Regions from separate parts of the Zea mays genome. Here region 1 is linked to region 2. Evidence: chromatin contacts called from public Hi-C data. All regions are on one chromosome and are shown on one strand. Each heading gives the region's core, a stretch centred on a gene start, on an enhancer-like site or on the middle of the called end of the contact. The rest is flanking DNA. Distances are from core to core; before and after follow the strand shown. Region 1 holds the start of LOC100193630. Region 2 holds the start of LOC100279581.

What was found. Hi-C and Micro-C count contacts between places; a contact is called where the count stands out from the background.
Region 1: a Hi-C map of ear shows a contact between it and region 2, with 3 times the contacts expected there. The contact joins the promoter of LOC100193630 here to the promoter of LOC100279581 in region 2. A contact is called at or near these places in 7 of 25 Hi-C or Micro-C datasets (bundle sheath, ear, endosperm and 2 more).

Annotation. Positions count from the first base shown.
Region 1 is chr8:67,922,700-67,928,996 of Zm-B73-REFERENCE-NAM-5.0, forward strand. It overlaps LOC100193630, which reads left to right and starts at 3,538. Exons shown (of 15, transcript NM_001358851.1): 1 at 3,538-3,665; 2 at 3,795-3,872; 3 at 4,012-4,061; 4 at 4,208-4,261; 5 at 4,463-4,515; 6 at 4,748-4,820; 7 at 5,332-5,393; 8 at 6,078-6,146. The coding sequence starts at 3,609.
Region 2 is chr8:67,732,669-67,738,794 of Zm-B73-REFERENCE-NAM-5.0, forward strand. LOC100279581 reads left to right here and starts at 1,962. Exons shown (of 2, transcript NM_001152578.1): 1 at 1,962-3,020; 2 at 3,244-3,879. The coding sequence starts at 2,025. The coding sequence ends at 3,615.

The DNA of each region.
Region 1 (6,297 bases), core at 2,288-4,787, 190 kb after region 2:
GCATATTGCCTTGTTTCGGCAATCTGCTCCTCCGATAATTGTTTCCCCGAAGCATGTCGCACGATAAACTCTAGCTCTTCGGCAGGTGCTTCGGGAGCAGAAGACTTGAATTCCTCAAATGCACCTTCTTTTTCCACGTCTAGTGGTGCAGCTTCCGAAGGTTTGGCCTCGACAAACATTGAAGGTCTAGCTTCAGAAACAGCTTGCGTTGTACCAGCTTCGACAGATACCTTCAAAATTTTGCCTTCTGCACTAGGCGCTCCATCAGAAGCAAGAGTTGATGCCTTCACAGATTCCATGACAGCGTCCAGCACGCTGGCCATTCCCCTCTTCTTCGAAGTTGCTGCAGGGATTGCTGTAGGGATCCTTGATGCCTTCGGCAATTTTGTATCGCGCGGTGGACTCAAGGCCTTCGGCTACTCTGCCGCCTTCTTCACTTTTAGCTCTTCAGCCGGGCTTAACTTAGCTTCGACAAGCACAAAGCGATTTGGCTCATAAATATAAGCAGACCCTTCAGTTAGTTTCGGCACTTCGGTCGTTTCAATGCGCTTGGGGCGATGTGTTAAAACCTTAACTTTTTCGACCTCGGCGTACTAGAAGTCGCCAAAGTAGCAGTCTTTCTTTTCTTTCCTTGCTTTCGCGAAGGATAACAATAATCTGTGTATACAAATATGATGACATCAAATACTCTATTTAGCCTCTTCTTGCCTCGAGCCCCGAAGGCTGTTGTCATAGTATCATCTTCAGCCCTCGAGTAGGCACCAAGCAATTCATCACTGGTTGCTTCAATGGCATCTAGCCAGTCATCATTTGGCTCATGTATTTGAATGTGTACTTCAGGTAGACCAAACCACCTTCGCTAGACCTAGCAGCAGCCTCCTTCGGCATCTCCCACCCACTTACGAGTGGCCACACCCCATAAATAATGTGCTCCTGAACTAAGTCACTGGTGCCTATGTAAGTACATACTGTATTAAAAGCAGTCTGGCATACTTGTATATCATTCGCAAGGGCAGTGGATGGCCTCCAGATGCCGAAGCGAGACCATATAGGACATTGAATAATCCCCTTGATATCCTCTCTTTCAACCAGGTCATTTTTCACGTAGAACCACTCCTGCATCCAGGCCCCAGACCATCTCTTCCAAAATGTCGGAACTGGGTATCTCACCTCAAAGCGAGGCACGAAGCTGTAGCAACCGAAGTTGTTGTGATATTGCTCCTTTCCGGTAGCCTTCGTCTCATAAGACAGCTCATGGATGTTACAGAAGCATTTTGCATTTGGTTCTAACCCCTGGCTCCTCATGGCCCAAATAAAGATCCCCATCTTGGTGATAGCTTCAGGAGTAAGCTGATGAAGGTAAATTTCAAAAGTCTTCAGAACTTCGACCAGCAACTTATCCAGAGGGAACCGAAGCCCTGCCTTCATGAAGCTTCTATAAACTACTAGCTTCAGGCAGAGGGACATTATTTCCCCCTCCAGCCCTCACAATTGAAATATCATGGAAATACCTTCCCCTCATTGCATCAATTTGCCCTTGCTTGATGGTTGATTTCCCGAAGACAAAATGGCTTGGTCTCCAGGGCCGATCTTCGGTGCTTTCATTCTCGCTTTCTACATCAAAGCTTTCACTATCACTGGAACCCTCATATATCCCAGCTAACATCTCATGTGCAATCTTCTCTGCGTTGGTTTTTCCATAGCTTCGTAAAACTCGGACAGCGTCGGGTCAACAATCTTCTTCTCGCCAGCCATCAAATCGACGGTCGTTGAAATGCCGAAGCTTGAAATCCAATTAAACTTGGCAAAGCAAGAAAGTTAAAATGACGAGCACAATGTAAGCAACTAAAATGACACAAGAGATGCTTTCAATGCAAGCTCCTATTTATATGTCTAGCGCCCTACAGTTTGGTGGGTCCCGCATGTCCGTGTCATTCGCAATTCTAGCGAAGGGAAGGTATTTTTTCAAACCTTTGGTTAAAGGCCTTCGTTCACATCGCAGTCTAAATTTGTTGCAAAGAAACAAATCAATACTACGAGGGGCTACTGTTGGGGGCCTTCCTATTCCGAAGGTCCTAAAAAATGTGATTAACCATGTCTTTTCAGTATATGGATTATTAAGGGGCTCCGGCTTCGGCATGAAGATCTATGACAAGAGTAGAGGTATAACCCGAAGGTGACAAAAATGGGCAACGAAGCTATAGTCAAGGGACTTTGGCTCGGGTTGACGACAAAGACCAAATACAATAGTGACCAAAAAGGGATAAAGACTATTTAGTCCTTACTGTTTTGTATTATAATTGTAGACGGTTGACAAGGACATAAATGTACTTTTACTCGGGTCGCGTCCCGTGCCTATAAATAGATAAACAGTAGCACCGTACTGTTCACGCTGGATTGTATTCACTCTCTCTCATCCCCGCCTTCGAGCAAACCGAATGTATCCATGTAATATTGATATTGTTGATATTCATATATGTTTTATAGAATGCAAGAATAAATGAATCATTACGATATAATTATAATGTCCATCCTTATGCATTCTCATCTATGTATTAATATGATGAAGGTAAATCCTTCCTGACCATCGTCTCGGTAAGCATTATACCCTCAGAGAGATAATGCTCCGAAGGACGAAAATTCTTAACGATTAACAATTGTGTTGCATTGTTCTTTATTCACAGCATTTGAGAACAAGTGACTAACATGTGGTAAAGCTAAAAAGGCATTTTTTAATTGGTATTATAATAGTAGAATTGTATAGTTATCAAATTTTGAGATACAAACACAAAAGCGTATGCAAGTTACACATTTGCAGGCAAAACACACACACACACACCATATTGTTACAAACATACTCCTATTTCCTTCCTTCTTACATATGCAGATTTTCCTTTAGTTGGTGCTCCTTTCAAGTTTCAACCAGTTCCAAGATAATCTAATGACGAATGAGAAGGAAAACAAATTAGAACTACGGAACACCACAACACAATCTGATTTTGATGGGAAGGAACCGGAACACAATTCAAGATAATCTAATTTCATTTTGGAAACAAGTTGGGAAGGAACAGGTGATAAATCTTCAGCTTCAATGATACTTCGATACTTTCTCTGTCCCAAATTAAAATTTATTTTATCTTTTTACTAAATTTATACAATAATTAATATAGTATTATATATATGTCTAGTTTCATATTTTTTTATATAAATATGAGTATATAATTTTAAAACAAAAACAACTACTATTTTAAGACGTAGGGAGTAACAATTTGTTGTGGCCGACAACCGGATCGTGGATGGACGGAGACAGTGAGACACGTGGGACACGGTGGTCGTTGGATTTGCAGCGGACGGTGCCGATCGCGTGGCTGGAGGGACGAGTCGCTTATCGCTTGCGAAGAAGCCTAAACGATGGCCTGGCTGTTCTGTCCTGTCCTGTCCATGTCCATGTCGGTGTCTTTCCCCGCACAGGAGCCGCGCTGCGCCACACCACGCCATTGCCATGCCAGTATGCCAGTTGCCACCGAGGTAAACAGCATAGCGACGGCTCAGCATAGAGACAAGTCCAGCGCTCAAGAGAGAGAGAGCAAGCCTTTCGGCCTCGCGTGATGCAGCAGCAGCAGCCGTCCGTCCGCGCCGTCACCATCCCCTTCGCCGACCTTAAGGTAACTAACCTTCCGCCACCGCAGACGCGACATTGCCAGCTCAGCGGTGTTTCATCACTCCTTTGGAGGCGGGCGGCTTGGCTTGGAGCTCAGCTGCTGTAACTCTGTCGGCGGGTACGGTGCGCGCAGGATCGGGGCAAGGACCTGGGCGGCTTCATCGAGGAAGGCTTCGGGCCTCAGGGGCTCGGCATCGTCTCCATCGCCGGCGTGAGTGATGTGATGCTACAGCGCGTCAGCGCTCGAGGCTGATGCTGTTGATGAGTAGATTCCGATTTCGCGACGGGACGAGTTGGTCACTTGGTCTCTCCTCGACAGCTTACGTGCGGTGTTTGCTTTGTGCACTCAGGTACCCGGTTACCCAGAGCTCAGGAAAAGGCTGCTGCGCTTGGCGCCAAGGCATGTTGTTTTGCACTCTCGTGGAAGTTCAGGGGCTTGAGGCCCTAATCAGGGCGATACGCCATGATTTTGTACCTTTTTCTTTCTTTCTCTGACTGAATTCTTTGCTGAAAAGATTCTTAATTACCCTCCCTACTGTTTGTTAGGATCGTCAGCCTTCCTGATGATGTGAAGAAACAACTGGAGGACCCAGATAGCAGGTCATAATTTAGGAATTTACAGAATGGTCTTCACCAGGGAGCTTTTGTCATGGTTGCTTAGTGTCTACTTGAATATTCCTCTTCTTTCTTCATTTTCTTTCAGAACAATAAGAGCTCCTAAGCTAGGATTTGTATATAACTTGCACTTCAGTTCATACAAAGCTTATGTATTTCTTATGCATTATTGGCCTTGCTTCACAGATACCACTTTGGTTGGAGTCGTGTAGAAGAGAAATTCGAGTCTGAAAGATGGGGTAAGGACCTTTTCACTCTGCGTAATCATGCATCACATTGTATATAGAGCATCCTTTAAGCCTATCAGTTTCAGAAACTTTACAAAAATGAAAATGGCTTAGTAGGGGGATAAATGCAACTGGGAAAAAGAAGTTAGTTGTAAATTTCATCTTGGAATGATCCTTCAAGTTTGCACATAATGTCTTGGAATGCTTTTAGGCCCATAAGGCAAATTTCATCTGTTTTATGCAGACACAGCCAAAGGCTCCTACTTCGCCAACCCAGTTTTTGATGTCCCAACAACTGATGATGAGCTTGTAACTAGGTATAGTGTGCCTAATCCGAAGCTACCTTTCTGTACAGTTTTAAGTATATTTGACAACTAGAAATGTGCTGATGTTATTATTGTTCCCACCCTGTTTTATGTACTGAAGCATCTTTTAGTCAATGGTAACTTCACTGTCTCGCTGCAGCTCAAGCTTGCTGGCTGTATCATTTTAAATCTGTAATGTTTGCTACTTGTCTGAACAGTTTGTAGCATTTATGCAAACGAAATTACAGTTCTAATTTTAGATGTAGCGTATTGAATATGTTGAAAGAACTCTTGAATTTCATTTTTAGATGTTCATATTGATATTGGTTCCTATTTTTGTATCATTTTAAATCTGTAATGTTTGCTACTTGTCTGAACAGTTTGTAGCATTTATGCAAACGAAATTACAGTTCTAATTTTTAGATGTAGCATATTGAATATGTTGAAAGAACTCTTGAATTTCATTTTTAGATGTTCATATTGATATTGGTTCCTGTTTTCTTTCTGATAATATAACATTTAGATACCCATCATACTGCCGACCAAACATATGGCCAAAGGATCATCTTCCTGAGCTTGAAATAGGTATGTGTTTTACAGGCCATATAAGGTACTCATGTATATTTATTCAAGAACTCTTATGGCAAATCACAAGTTGACAGTAGTTACCTTGAACAGAAATTTACTGTTAATTTCTAATGTTGTTACGAATTAAAGTAGTGAGACTTGGCACTCTACTCCTCAGGTTTACATACATTATGTAATGCAAATACATGCATCACACCTCACAAAAGATAACTAGTTAAGTATATTTCAAGACATTAATTTCCAGTTTAAGCCAACATGTTTACACTAATAATATCAGTATATGCTGTACATTTTGTTTAATGGTGGGTGACCTTTTCCCTCATACCCTCTAAGAGAGGAGGTGGGCAGCCAGCTTTGCTAACCGAGCTAGGCTTGCTTCTCTGAACTGATGTTTACATTATTGGTGTCTCTTGGATCTCATGAAATTAAATGCAAAAGGCATGAAAGAGTTACACTGATGCATTGCAATGCCCATTTATTTTCGTCTATCAGACGATTGTGACCTAATATTATCAAACACTTCTCATTCTTTCAATGGCTTGCTGTCTTTTTTCTTAAGTACTGAAAATCCCTATGCTAGCTACAGAAATGTCTATTTAAGTGTCTGTGAGTTCTTTTGGTAAAAGGTGAATTTGTCAACTAGAGTCAAGCTTATATGTATATCATTTATTTCATTTGTAGCATTCAAAGGTCTTGGAAAACTGATGTTGGAAGTTGGCTTGATGTTGGCTCATCATTGTGATCGCTATGGTATGTATTACTTAACCATAATTATGTTTGGTAAGGTTTATCTGTAAAACATCAACTCTGCTTGGTGCAAAAATTAATGAGTGATCCATGGAATCTTTTATCCTCTTTTAATGAAACATGTGTACTGCACTTCTTTTGGAGAATTTTTCAA
Region 2 (6,126 bases), core at 712-3,211:
CAAAAGATAATCTGAAAAAAAGAAATTGGAATGGGTCTCAAGCCTGTTGCTTTTGTGGTTACGATGAATCAACCGATCATTTATTCTTTCACTGTCCAATTGCAAGATATGTGTGGAGAGTGATTCAAGTGGCCTTAAATTTGGCAGTCATTCCAAAAAGCATTAGCGATCTGCGTGCTGGCTGGTTGAGTAATCCTAAAGATAAAATATCCAACCTGCTTCTGTTTGGTTGTGGAGCGATGTTCTGGGCTATCTGGAGGACAAGAAATGATTGGTGCTTCAGTGATAAGACTCTGCTTGATCCGTCTAACGTATTTTTTCTTTGTTGCTTCTGGTTGGATTCCTGGGCTATTCGGCAGAAAGAGAAGGAAAAAAGGATGGTGGTTCAAGGAAGCAAGCTAATCCGAAAGATAGCAAGTGAAGCGTTTGGCGGGGCGTATGGGTGGTGTCCGAGGGACCGACGCATTTCTGGTTGATTTTGATGTTGATGTTGCGTGGTTGTGTTGCGCCTAAACTTCTGGACCTAGGTTGTGTAGCTAGCTTCTGCTGTTCCTCGCTTCTTAGCGATGATTTCTGTCTTTGTAATAAGAAATACTTATGGTCGTATTAGCTGCTCTGGACCTGTTCGTTACTAGGTCTCCTTACTCATCTAGAATGATATTGTAAGGTGATTTGGTAAGGTTTCGGTTATGCCGAGTTTGTGTCGGGACATCTGGTCAAGTTTGCTGGTTTTATGTAATGAACTCTTTCCTATTTTCTAATGAAATAGAGGGCTTTTGCCCATTGTTAAAAAAAATAAAACCAAAAAAACCCGGAAGTTTAAAAAAACGAATGCCCAGCTGTATCCGTAGGCATATATTATTGTGCCTATTGCTGGTAACGGATACGATAGGAGTGCTGATTAATCATTAAACACGCGAATGTGGTTTGAAAAGTGAAAACCCTCTACTCGTGCCGTCGTCACCAGTGTCCTACCGCCCAACCGTGCGCCGCACGCTGAGGTCACGGGACGCATCCGGCGGACGTCCGGGACCCTGCCCCGGCCCCGCCGGTGACCACTATGGCCACCGCTTCAGCTATGGCTGCATCTGTACTAGTATGTCATAGTTCATCTCCTGCAGCCACAGGCCCACAGCAGCGGTGGCCGAATAGGTCCGATCGACGGTCAAGACTCAAGAGGAGGGCACCGGACCGGCGATTAAAGCCCTGCGGTTTGCACATGCACCCTTGCGTCCCTGCGCAATTACAGCTGTTTAATCGTCGACAAAGCGGGAGTAATTTCGAAGTAAAGCCAGGATCCTGAGTTTAAGAAAGGCCCGCCGGGTGATGATGATTTCCCTTTCATCAGCACGGACCTCGTGCGCCGTACATGGCACACGGTTTCGTCCGTACATGGCCCCGTGATAAACAAACCATTCCCCGCAAGAAACAGCAAACAGGCACAGGCTCCCTCCTCCACTGTCCAGTGTCCACTCCTCGTCCCGAGAAGCAGACAAAGCGCGGCGCTGCAGATTTCGGTACGGTTCCCAATGCCTCCCATGCCCGCCGTCGTCCCGTGCTAGCACCCGGCGCCGCTCCTCCACCTGCCGCGTCGCGCCGCCTGGATCCGGCGGGCACGTGGCTAGGAGCCTCAGATCCGGGCGAAACCCAGCCTTCCGTGCGGACGTCTTCACTCTACCTCCAGACTGGCGGCTGCCATTTCCCCCCCTCTTCTTGCTGTTTTTTTTGGTGGGGGTGGGGGGTGGAATCTGCGGTGGAGTCTTGCCGTCGCTCGCTGTAAACGTAGAGCTCTCTCTCTCTCTCTTGGCGAGTAATCTTGGTTCTTGCTCCATTTCCGTGTTAGTGCTGGCGTGTGAGTGGCAAGGTTTACGTGTAAGATGTGGAAACAGTTCCTGAGCAAGCTGCCCCGGAGGTCGTCGGCCTCCGGGGACTCGGGACATTGCAGCAGTGGCGCCGGCATACAGCGCACGAGCAGCTGCGGCAGCATCCCGCCGGGCCGCCCCCCGGCCTCCGCCATTCGGCGCATGTCATCCGCCGTCTTCCCCTCGAGCGTCGTGGCTGGCATCGAGCCGCTGGTCTCGTTCAAGGACGTGCCCAGCTCGGAGAAGCAGAGCCTGTTCGTGAGCAAGCTGAGCCTGTGCTGCGTCGTGTTCGATTTCTCGGACCCGGACAGGAGTTCGGTGGAGAAGGATATCAAGCGGCAGGCACTGCTGGATCTTATAGAGTTCGTCGAGTCGACCAACGCTCGCTTCTCGGAGGCGGCGGTCGTGGCCTGCTCTAGGATGTGCGCCGTCAACCTGTTCCGGGCGTTCCCTGCAAGTTGCAGGTCTGGCGGCTCATCAGGCGTCGGTGAGTGCGACGAGGACGAGCCAATGTTCGATACTGGGTGGTGCCATCTGCACCTTGTTTATGAGCTGCTACTGAAGTTTATCGGATCCTCGTCCTTGGATGCAAAGATAGGGAAGAAGCACTTTGATCACTCGTTCATTGTGAAGCTCCTTGATCTTCTTCACTCCGAGGATCCAAGGGAAAGGGATTGCGTGAAAAACATTCTGCACAGGGTGTATGGGAAGTTCATGGTGCACCGTCCTTTCATTCGCAGAGCGGCGAGCAACGTATTCTACCAGTTCGTCTTCGAGACTGATCGACATAATGGGATCGCAGAGCTGCTGGAGGTCTTTGGCAGTGTCATTAGTGGGTTTGCACTGCCTCTGAAAGAAGAGCACAAGACCTTTCTTTGGAGAGTTTTGGTTCCTTTGCACAAACCAAAATCTCTTGGTGCGTACCTTCAGCAGTTGACCTACTGTGTGACACAGTTTATAGAAAAGGATCCAGAGCTCGCAAGCCCAGTGATAATTGGTTTGTTAAGGTACTGGCCAATAACAAATTGTCAGAAGGAAGTGATGTTTCTCAGCGAGATCGAAGAGATCTTGGAGGCTACCAGCCAGGCAGAATTCCAGAAATGTATGGCACCATTGTTTCGGCGAATTGCTCATTGTATCACCAGTGCTCACTTCCAGGTAACTTGCCCCAATAAATCTTATCTAGTAACTGTTGCAGTATGCATTTTCAGTATCCCAAGTGCCATATGGAATCAGATTCATTCTATATTACTTGTTCCTACCGCTTGCATTATAAACCTAATCTCATTGGTGGTAAGTTTAGAAAAAAAGAGTAGATTATAACTCAATCAGAGTTTTGTTGCTGTTGTCGTCGTTGCCTTAACAAGTTGCATGGTTTCAGGTTGCTGAAAGAGCGCTTTTCATGTGGAACAATGATCACATTGTCAGCTTGATAGCACAAAACCGCCAAGTGATCATGTCTCTTGTTGTTCCAGCGCTAGAGCAGAACATTCAGAATCACTGGAACCAAGCGGTCCTGAATCTGGCTGTGAATGTCAAGAAAATGTTTTCTGAGATGGATGGTGACCATTTCTCGTCGTGCCTGGCCAGGTACAAGGAGGAAGAAGAAAGACTTGTGTCGCTAGAAGCGAAGCGTAAACTTACCTGGGAGAAGCTTGAGTCAGCTGCAGCCTTCCAGCCAGTGACTGGCCAAACAGCCGTCCTAGTAGGCCACCAGCCGTCAGCAAATATGATCGCCAACCTGATCTTCTAGCCCATGCATGCCGAACAAGCAAATGTGCTCTTCCCCCCTTTTGGTGAAGCGCAGCAAGTGTAGGTGTTCCCTAATTTTCTCATGCTTTTTTTTTTGCATTTGTTGGTGCGAGTAATCAGTGTAGTAAGCTGTAACTATTTCTGGATGGTTATGTTCATCAGGCAAGAATACCTGTAATGTGAGACTGCTGAGTGCTGGCACTCCTTACATGTATCTTTGCCAATTTGTGGATGAACAAATTGTCCTACAGTTGAATTTCACCTCAGCTTGCCTATTATGATTGGCTGACGCAGAATCATCAAGTGCTATTTTTATTTCCAAAATGTCTGAAGCTTTGGTTTGAATTCAATCCATTCTCACAGCTTACCACTGCGATTCAATTTTGAAATGGACATGTTGTTAGACTGTTTGTGTGTTCTGGGCCTAGAGTCCACTTAGGGCTTGTTCGTTTCCGTCGGATTGCACCCGGAATCGTTCCAGCTAATCAAAGTTTATATAAATTAGAGAAGCAATCCGATTAGGAATCGTTCCGACCCACCAATCCGGCACAAACGAACAATGCCGCGTTTTCCTCAAGTAATGTCATCATCTCTCTCCGGGGTGACATGGCTGTTTGCTGCTTAGCTGTTTTTTTGTGCATTGTATGACTGGATCGAAACGAAGTCACACACCACCATTCGTCTAGAAGACGTCAATCGCTATCGTCTGAAACCAGTATACGTAGATCGATAATCTCCGCTCAAAAAAAACCCAGCAGATAACAATAATGCCTGCTGTGGCTCCAAAATTCTTGCTTTGACGACAGATGCTTTGACATGAACATTTCGTTCATTCTAAACTAACTATACCGTGATGAGAATCGCACCGTCCGTTCTCGAATCTTGATCGAGTTTACACACTCCTTCCTTGACCAGTCCTGTTTCTTGCGAGCGAGGCACAGTATAACACGCATGGCTGTTCTTCAATGATGAGTGGATTTATAAAGAACACGTAGCGAGATTGACTCTGAACGCTGAATGAAATTGAGCTAGGCCTTTCATACTGCTATACGTTAAAAACAATCGCGATATGCGTGACATTGGACCGTATGCGGCTTAGTTTAGTGCTTCAGTCGTGTTCAGTCAAGTTTGACAAATCTCTCATTCCAAACTTGAGGGTTTGACAGGCCTTTACATGACTCCACCATCTCTATGCTGCTATGCGTATACCACTACCGGAATTCGGCTCTTTGCCGAGTGCAAATGATTTGTCGAGTGTTTTTTGGCACTCGGCAAATAATCTCTTTGTCGAGTGTTTTATTTTTTACACTCGGCAAAGAGTTTTTTTTGTCGAGTGTTTTATTTTAGACACTCGGCAAAAAGTTTCTTTATTGAGTGTTTTATTTTGAATAATAGACAAAAATAATTTTAAAATCATATTTTAATGTAGTAAATTAGTTCAAATGAAAAAATTCAACTACAAATTTGTACAACTCATCAGCATGTATAATTTATATTTTGATTTTTTCTTTATATGACAAAATCAAAGTACATTTGTTCATAAAACCTATATCTCTCTCGTAGTTTATGAAACTATAAGAGAAATGTACAAGATTTTTGAATAATCTTAGAACCATAATATGTGATGAATAAATGACCAAATAACCAAAATAAACTTTGTAGATCTTGAGAAGTTATATAATTTTGTAGTTGACAACTTTTTATTTGAAGTCATCTTGTCAATGAAAACTACGTCTAAATTTAAAAAATTTAAAATTTGAATTTTGAAAACAACGTCGAATGGAAAAACCACCAACAGAAAAGTTGTAGGTCTTGAAAAGGTATGAAACTTTGTAGATGACAATGTTTTGGTTTGAAATCATCTTGTCAATGAAAACTATGTTTGAATTTTTTAAACCACCTCGGATGGAAAACCACCAAAATAAAAGTTGTAGGTCTTGAAATGTAATGAAACTTTGTAATTGACAGTTTTTTAATTTGAAATCATCTTATCATTGAAAAATTCGTGTGAAGTTTTTAAATTTGAAATTCAATTTTTGTAAACGGCCTCAGATGTAGAAACTATCAAAAAAAACTTGTGGATTTTGAAAAGTTATGCAACTTTTTAATAATCATATTTTCAAATGAATTCATTTAGTGCCTCAAATAATCAAATTACTCTCGATTTGTTATAGTAATGAGGAATGAAAACGTAGTATAGACACAATTGACGTTGTAGTGTAGTAGTAGAGAAGGCTATACATGATAGAGATGTTGCGAGTTCAAATCTCATCATTCACAAAACATATAAATTTGATTTAAAATGATAGTGAAAAATAAGAATACGATTGGTGGTAGTGATTGGAGAGTTGTTTTCATAATTTTAAAATATTTTGCTGTTTTTTGGATTTTTTTATTTTAAACATATAAATTTGATTTAAAATGATTGTGAAAAATAAGAGTACGATTGGTAGTGGTTGGAGAGGTGTTTTCATAATTTTAAAAATATTTTGCTGTTTTTTTTTGAATTTTT